2 separate regions of the Mus musculus genome follow, and region 2 is linked to region 1. A link is a contact called in public HiChIP or PLAC-seq data. All regions are on one chromosome and are shown on one strand. Each heading gives the region's core, a stretch centred on a gene start, on an enhancer-like site or on the middle of the called end of the contact. The rest is flanking DNA. Distances are from core to core; before and after follow the strand shown. Region 1 overlaps Usp29 (ubiquitin specific peptidase 29). Region 2 overlaps Usp29 (ubiquitin specific peptidase 29).

Region 1 (3,667 bases), core at 241-2,740:
GACTGTTACAGGAGCTGGGAAGAAAAGCACCAAGGTGGAGAGGTTGAGGTTGTCTTCCAAAGCACAAGGTAATTTTGTGGGTCTTTAAAATACTGGTAGCCATTGAGATGGCTGAAGGTAAAGGCACTTGCTGCCAAGCCTGAGGACTAAAGTTCAAGCCCTGGTGGAAAGAGAGAACTGACTCCCACGCGCTGTCTTCTGACTTTCACTAGTGTCCTGTATGCTCATGCACCTAGACAATATACACAAAATTAAAAAATAGATGTGATATTGTTTTTTTTAAGTGAACACTTTATATTGGTATACCCACCTAAAATGTACCAGGACCCCCAGGGTCAAGCTCAAGGTAAATGTATAGCTCTTTGTGGCTTCCTCTGGAGCCCTGTCTTACAGCCATCACTATAGCTTATATACCCTAGGTAGAATGCATGTTTGATGTCTCTGTCTCTGACCCTTAGACTTCTGTACGTTTCTAACCTCACAAAATACTCAGTCACACCATTACCCTTTTTAGCAATCTTATGCTCCACTTGGGGCCTCAACAACCTTAGCTGTTCCTTGAAGGAGATCCTCATCCCCTCTCCCCTCCCCCTACCAGACCCCACAAGAATAAGACTTTATGCGGAAGGTAGATGTTTACTGTTAGGAAAATAAAGCACTTTTGAACATGTATGTAGTGCAAGCTGAGTACTTGTAACCCCAACCTTTCTATCAAACCTATCTGCCCTGTCCCCTCCCCACAAATCTGTCACATCATATCTATTTATGTTGTTTGTGACCCACTGAGATTAATCAGGGCCACGTGTGAGACTATAGGTTTGAAGCTATGGGAGTCTGGCAGGTTCAGCAGAGGAGACACAACCAAAGATGGTGATCCCCACTCCCATCCCAGAGTCTATCAATAGTCAGTAGTTTTGACATAAAAGGAGGGCCTCCCCCTCCCCTGACTGATGGTTGACAGAGCTGGTCTTGTGGGGGTAGAGCGCAGGAATTCACAGTCGCTGTGAGTTAATGGTTGTGTGGAATCCAGAGAATGGCATTTCACAGTTTATTCTTATCTCTCAGTTCAGATGTGCTCCCCTCCTCCCTCTCCTGGAAGTTGTTCACTGAGCCTTAGAGAGGGGGGTAGAAGCCACCTAAGGCTGAGACGGGTCTCTTATTTTCTGCATCTTGGGCAGTTGTGAGTGTCTGCATTCACTACTCTTCATAGAAGGAGACGCTTCTGTGGCTGCTTTTGACTCTCTAAGCATCAGCATTTAGAAGGCACTTGATGTTTGTGTTCCGTTTATGTTGTCTAATCCTTAGAGAAACTAGCCATCTTCCTGATTTGCCAGGACCATATCTCTCTACCTGTATCCCCACCACAGATCGGCCTAGTATAATACACAATCTGTGTGGCTAGCCATGGCTTGGGAGTGCATGACCCACAGCAGGCCAGCTAAGGCTATTCTTCTAGGTGCAAAGGAAGCTGGCCTTCCTCACACAGATAAATGACCTGAGAGTGATCATCTATCCCCATGCTCTTATGGGGAAGCTTTGCGTGACAGTGCCCTGCCAGTGTACAGGCTCAAATAGAGAAGAGACAGCTGCTGGCTACATTCCATCACCCCAGGACAGCTACACCCTCTCCTCCCTGACAGCCAGTTCCTGGAGCCAAGAAATTCTCCCCCCCAACACACACCCTTGCTGAAACTGGTTTGAGAACTCTGTCATCCTCAGTCCTCCAAGCCAAGCAGGGGCCCCTGCTGTTCCATGCATTGGCCATGTGTATTAACTGAAAAACCTTCCTCGGCAGGGTGAGGCTTGCAGTGAAATCTGTTGGGGCCATTTATTTTACCATGTAGAGTCCTACATGATCACACATTGGGAAAGACATACATTTTTGTGAAGCATGTACTGAAAAAATTGTCCATGTACTGAAAAAAAATGATTTTAATGCACAATGGCTGCCATTTGAGACACCACTTACGAGGAGGGTACATGACTACCCTCCTCGTAATCATGGATTGCATGAGAAAGCTGTCAAAATGAATCAAATTTCAGAGACACAATACAGCAGGTGTTAGCTGAGGTTGGAATCTATGCAGTGACCCCGCCTCCCCCCACCCCCAATCCCAGCCCCACAGGCAACTAGCTGTGTGCCCAAGGCATGTTATAAGCCCTTTCTGGTCCTTAGTGTCTTCCTGGGTAAAAATGAGCATGATAGTAAATATGTAAAAGGCCTTCCAGGATGGGTGGCGAGGACCAAGTAGGAGAGTTGATGCAAAGCACACAGAACCGTGCCACGCGTTTGGAAAGCCCAAATAAGTACAAGCTGTGGCTCACCTCCCACTTTTGCTGAGTGTTTCATAGAAAGAGGCAGGCAGAAAATATTTGCCGTGCCACCAAAAATATCAGAGAGAAGAGGGAAAACACAGCGATGGGGCTGAATAGGAGGATCCCACCATCTGAATACCCCAGCAGGCCTTCCTTAGAATAGCTACGATGGATCCCACACCATATGTCCTCTTCTCCTGCCAAATGCTTAGTGGCTTTCCTCTGAGGTAGTTTCTTCCCTGGCTCTCATTTCCTAAAGCTCAGCAGAGCTGAGTCCTTAGCTGAATCTAGGATTGGGATGCTCACACACATGATCCAGCCAAGGTCACCAGAGCCCGACCTGTGCTTCTTGCTGAGGCGTGAAAGTTCTCAAGGGGACACTGACAATGATTGTTATGGGCTAAGAAGTTTGTTGGGAGAGGTATTAATGGCACAGGCAGACAGATAAACAACAGTATGGTGGGAACACAGGAGATTCTGGTCCCTAGTGCCATTAAGGCACAACATAGTAGAAATTCTGAAGAGAAAAGCAGGCCCTTGTGGTGGAGTTGAGGGTCCTTCCTGAGAACAGGTTGGGGGTTCACAGCCATGCTCACTGATTCCCCCATCAGGAGCTAAAAGAGAGAGTGGGGAGCAGGATGTGTCAATACCCTGTACCTTCTTTGATGTAAACTTACTTCCGTGGCTAGAGACACTGGCATCTGGAAATCTGTTAGCTTCTCAGAGGATGCTCTCAAGAGACACCTGTCAGTATCTCCCAGAAGGGTGTGGCTTCTCTGGGGTTTGTGGTGGGAGCAGCAGTCTGCTCTGGATTCTAAAAAGGTTATGTTATACTTTAGTTTCTATTGCTATGATAAAATGCCCGGACAAAAGTAATTTGGAAAGAAAGCATTTAGTTTAGCTCACTACTCCAGGCAACAATCCATCCTAGTAGGAAGCCAATGAAGCAGGAACTTGAAACAGCTGGTCGCATGATATTCAAAGAGGGATGAGTTAATGCCTGCTAGCTGGTATTCACTTTCTCCCCTCCTATACAGTCCAGGACCCAAGCACAAGGACTGGTCCCACTTACTGTTAGACGGAATGTTCTCATGCCAATGACAGACTCAAGGCAATCCACAGACATGCCTAGAGGCCTACCTGATCTAGACAGTTCTTCATGTTAGCACTAACCATCACAGCTTGTGGAGCTGGACCTCCCAGGGGTCACCCTGCTGTGAGCTGAGGAGATCCTAGCTGAGTTCAACTGAGAAAAAAAGTAGAGAACAATACAGGGTAGAGATGTGGGTCCATTGGTAGAGAGCTTGCCCAGGAAGCTCTGGGCTCACTTCCCAGCACCTCATGAACATGG
Region 2 (4,122 bases), core at 1,566-4,065, 140 kb before region 1:
GGCTGGCCCCGAACTTAGAGGTCCACCTGCCTCTGCCTCCCGAGTGCTGGGACTAAAAGTGTGCGCCACCACCAATTGGCTGATACCTTTTTTTTTTTTTTTTTTTTGACTTTTTTTTTTTTTTTTTTTTTTGAGATATGACCTCACTTTGCAGCCCAACTGTCCTGAGCTGTATAATCCAAAACGCCCTTGAACCCATAACCATCTTTCTTTCTTCAGCATCCTGAGTTCAGAAATTACCAGGCATGAGTCACTACTTGAAATTTATTATTTCCTATGTCAAGTTAAAAAACAAAAACTTCAAGCTGGAGAGATGGGCCTGTGGGTAAGAGAGGGCGCCTGCTGCTCTTGCAGAGGACCCAACTACAGTTCCCAGCATCTATGTCAGTGGCTCAAAACAGCCTGTAACCCCAGCTCCAGCAGATCTGGAACCATTAGTATGTCTTTTTTCCAGATTGGGAAACTGAGGCATGGATTAAAACAAAACAAAACAAAACAAAACAAAACAAAACAAAAACAAAACCTACTGTTGCAAGGCTGTAGAGATGGCCCCATCAGTAGATGTCTGCCTTGCATGTGTAGGGCCAGACTCTTATTGAGTTTTGAGGAGCCAGACCCAGGTCCTCAGACTTGGACAGCAGGCGCTTTACCTACTGAGTGAGCTATTGCCCCAGGCCTCCGTTTCTTTGAATTCTAAACACCAAATGCTGCTCTTGGCTGTGAAGGTTCCCAGAACTAGATCAGAGCCTGATGGATGAACAGTAGGCAGACGCTCAGAGTGTAGCCATAATTAATGTCTGTTTTTTGTTGATGCAACTGTAAGAGACATTAGTAGTGGTGACTACTTTTTGAGTGTGAACTGCCTGGGCTCAAACACCAATTCTACGCAGGAGCTTTATCTTTAAGGGATGGACGTTATAAGTTTCAGATTCAGTGACCCTGTTTATCTCTGTACACACACACACACACACACACACACACACAGAGAGAGAGAGAGAGAGAGAGAGAGAGAGAGAGAGAGAGAGAGAGAGAGAGAGAGAGCAAAAGCACCGTGGGGTGCATGATGGTTTAAATTACTGTTATTGAGACGCGCAGTTGATCACTGTGTACAGGGAAGATACATTTGGCTATTTTCTATACTCTGTCCTCAGACTTCAATGGCAACGTCTTCCACCTCACAGATCAAGGCCAAAGCCATCTTTCTAAACTGTGGACACAACCACCTTATTCTATTTTTTTTAATTAAAATTAAAAATTTTTCATTCTACGTGTGGATGGGTGTTTTGTCTGCATGTGTGTCTGTGCACCACACATGTGCCTGGGTGCTCTTAGAGGTTGGAAGAGGGTGTCAGGTCCCTTGGATTGAAGTGACAAGTAGTTGGTGCGGGGAAAGTGGACCTGGGTTCTCTGGACGAGCAGCCAATGTTCTCAAGTACTGAGTCACTGTGGTGAATGTATAGCGGTCAAAGGATTATTGTTTGGAGTTAATTCTCTCTCTCTTCTCACCATAAAAGTCCTGGATGTACAACTCAGTTCATCGGTCTTGGGGGCTTTTATTGCTCAGTCACTTTTCATGCCTATTTTGCTGTTTAATTTATTGATTCTGTTTTTATATTTTTATGTACAGGGTGTGTGTGTCTGCCTGCCTGCCTGCCTGTCTGTCTGTCTATGTGTGAATGCACATGTTCCATGGCATGTATGAAGAGATCAGAGGACACTTGTTTTGTCTTTAATATATATTTTTCCTATTCTTTCCAGGGGGCGGGCAGATTTTGTACAACATGTTTTGCTCGTATCACCTTCTCCCCCAACTCCTCCCACATCCAGGCTCCTTCCCTGTCCATTCAACTTTGTGTCTTGTTTGTTTGCTTGCTTGCTTGTTTTAAAGTCCATCAAGTCCATTTTGCACTGCCCAAATATTCTTGGAGAGAGGAGGTAGGCATGGAGTCCTCCCACCCTTAGCTGAAGGGCTATTGGCAGTTAATTAATCGTTGCTGGGAGAGAAGGGGCCAGTTTTCTCTATGAGCATAGCCCTGGGAAGCCGACCACATTCCAGTGGAAGGCCACAAAAGGCCTCAAAATTTTGAGGAGTCAGTTCTCTCCTTCCACTGTGAAACCCAGGGATCAAACCCAGGTCATAGGCTTGCATGGCAAACATTTTACCTCAGAGCCATCTTACTGGGCCATGTTTCCTTATTACAACCCCCTCACTGTCTTCTAGAAAGTTGAAAGATGTAAATCTCGCTACATTCCCATCACACCCGGAGCTATGAATGCTTATCAGCTTCGTGCAAAGAAAATGAAATATTGATAAACTTGTGATTACATCTCCGGCTCCTGCGGCTGCAGGCTTCCTCCCGTGAGGAGTAGTGCTTGTGGATATATCTTCCTTTGGGGAAGTGTTTTTATTACATAGTAATTGTGGGTGATGACTGTGACATCTCAGAAGTCACCAGACGTACATTCTGAGCAGGCTGCCGAGAGGAATCTTCACACAGCAATTCCCAAACCAGCATTTGTTGATTATGAGCGCAGCCTACGTGTAATTGGTTTTTTTGTACTCTGTCTCTTTGGGTATATCCAGAGCTGTCAACGTTGTGATTTCTCTGGAGACACAGACAACAAACATGTTCCTCATCTTTTGAAACAAACAAGTTTCTATAGTGCAAACCGTGGAGATCACATTTCCCAGGGGCGGACATACCTAAACCATTTGTCACTGGATCGGCTTTCCCTGCAGCTAATCCCCCCTCAACAGCTGTGTTGGCCGCTGCGGTATGTCAAACTGCTTCTGACCCGCCCGGGGCTTCTGCTGGCAGGCAGGCAGCAGGGGACAGAACTGGCCGCCCTGCCCAGCGGCAGCAGCTGCAGACCTGTTGGTGACAGGAAAGCTGTTGATCGATCATCACGATCACGGGTAAAGTTGGTCACCCGTGAAAGCGGCAGCTCCCACCTCCATGGAGCAAATTCTGAGAAGCCCCTTTGACCGAAAGGAGGGGCTGGAGTTGAGTCGGGGGAGAAGATTGCCCGAGACAGCCGGGCTGCCTGCCAGCTTTCCTGCAGCAAAGGACCCCACCCACCATGGTGGGCTTAGGGCAGAGGCACAGGTTTGCCTGAAGTCAGAGATGGAGTCAGTCCCCCTACGTTCTCTGAGCAGAGAACCCTGGGGCTTCCTTCAGCTACAGTTAGAGGGACAGGACGCATTTTACTGAGACACGACGGAAGCAAATAAACACAAAATCCAAGGTCCACAGGATTCTGGTATCAAGAACGGCTCCTGGGGCCTTCTCTTTTATTGTTGTTTTTAAGTTTGTGAACAACAAAACGATGGGTTTCATTACAGCATTTTAATACATATGTCTTTGTACTTGGCTTGTACTCACTCTCTGATTACCCTTCCTGCCTACCTTAGCCCTCTTCAGCCAGTACTATTTTCTCCTCATATTACACACATACACACACACAAACACACACATATACACACACAGTATTGTGTAGGAGCTCCCTCCGAGGTTAAAACCTTCCATCTTGGAGGGAAATACCTTAAGACATCAAAAGTTCTACAGGGAAAGAAAATATTCTATCTTGTGGGAAGCTTGTTCAGCCCAGGAAGGAAACAACAAAAAGGCATCAAGAAGTTACTGAAAACGACTAAGATTCACTAGACCCCTCCCTCCCCAAGCATGGATGAGCAGTAAGGACTGAAGAGAGACACTCTCAGGCCAGCTGAGCTGCCTGAAGAAGCTGAGACTAGTGGAGCTACCCAGAAAGGACACTGTCTAATTTGCTGGGCTGCCCTCAGGCTGCACAGTGAACTCCAGGCTCTCAGCTTTGGTGAGCTGTCCTCATCCTGGGGTGGGCTTAGATGATGAAGCTGTTTTTGAGTCATTTCTGCTTCTATAACTAACCCCTCACACACACTCCTGTGAGTAGCCCCAATACAACTCACTGATTCACCAAATGGGACTTTGGTGGTGTCCCTACTTTGTTCTGCCCTTGGCTCCCTATCTGGGGTGAGCAGACATTCGTCACAGCTCCCCAGGAATAGTGTCACACAACACATATACACATACATATTATACCTACATATATATATACACATATACTGATGCACAAACATAC

Evidence for each region. HiChIP or PLAC-seq counts read pairs in DNA pulled down with a chosen protein or histone mark.
Region 2: a contact with region 1 is called in an H3K27ac HiChIP or PLAC-seq map of trophoblast stem cells, with 49 read pairs. The contact joins two enhancer-like sites. A contact is called at or near these places in 21 of 484 Hi-C or Micro-C datasets (the N1E-115 cell line, the Patski cell line, cerebral cortex and 14 more), 14 of 115 datasets of contacts at active chromatin or transcription factors (a beta-TC-6 cell line, cardiomyocytes, craniofacial prominence and 8 more) and 2 of 9 other capture datasets (embryonic stem cells and embryonic tail).

The regions. Positions count from the first base shown.
Region 1 is chr7:6,775,259-6,778,925 of GRCm38.p6, reverse strand. All of the region lies in intron 2 of Usp29 (ubiquitin specific peptidase 29), which reads right to left. Among named protein-coding and RNA genes, the nearest start is that of Mir3099, 26 kb to the left of the region's middle. Within about 2 kb of position 1,490, at least 67 of the 459 cell types and tissues checked have an H3K27ac peak or open chromatin away from gene starts, as enhancers often do. A contact at or near this core is called in differentiating embryonic stem cells, extraembryonic ectoderm, muscle stem cells and 3 more, where this site is marked.
Region 2 is chr7:6,912,569-6,916,690 of GRCm38.p6, reverse strand. The region is part of intron 2 of Usp29 (ubiquitin specific peptidase 29); the gene reads right to left. Among named protein-coding and RNA genes, the nearest start is that of Zim3, 62 kb to the left of the region's middle. Within about 2 kb of position 2,815, at least 92 of the 459 cell types and tissues checked have an H3K27ac peak or open chromatin away from gene starts, as enhancers often do. A contact at or near this core is called in differentiating embryonic stem cells, extraembryonic ectoderm, muscle stem cells and 3 more, where this site is marked.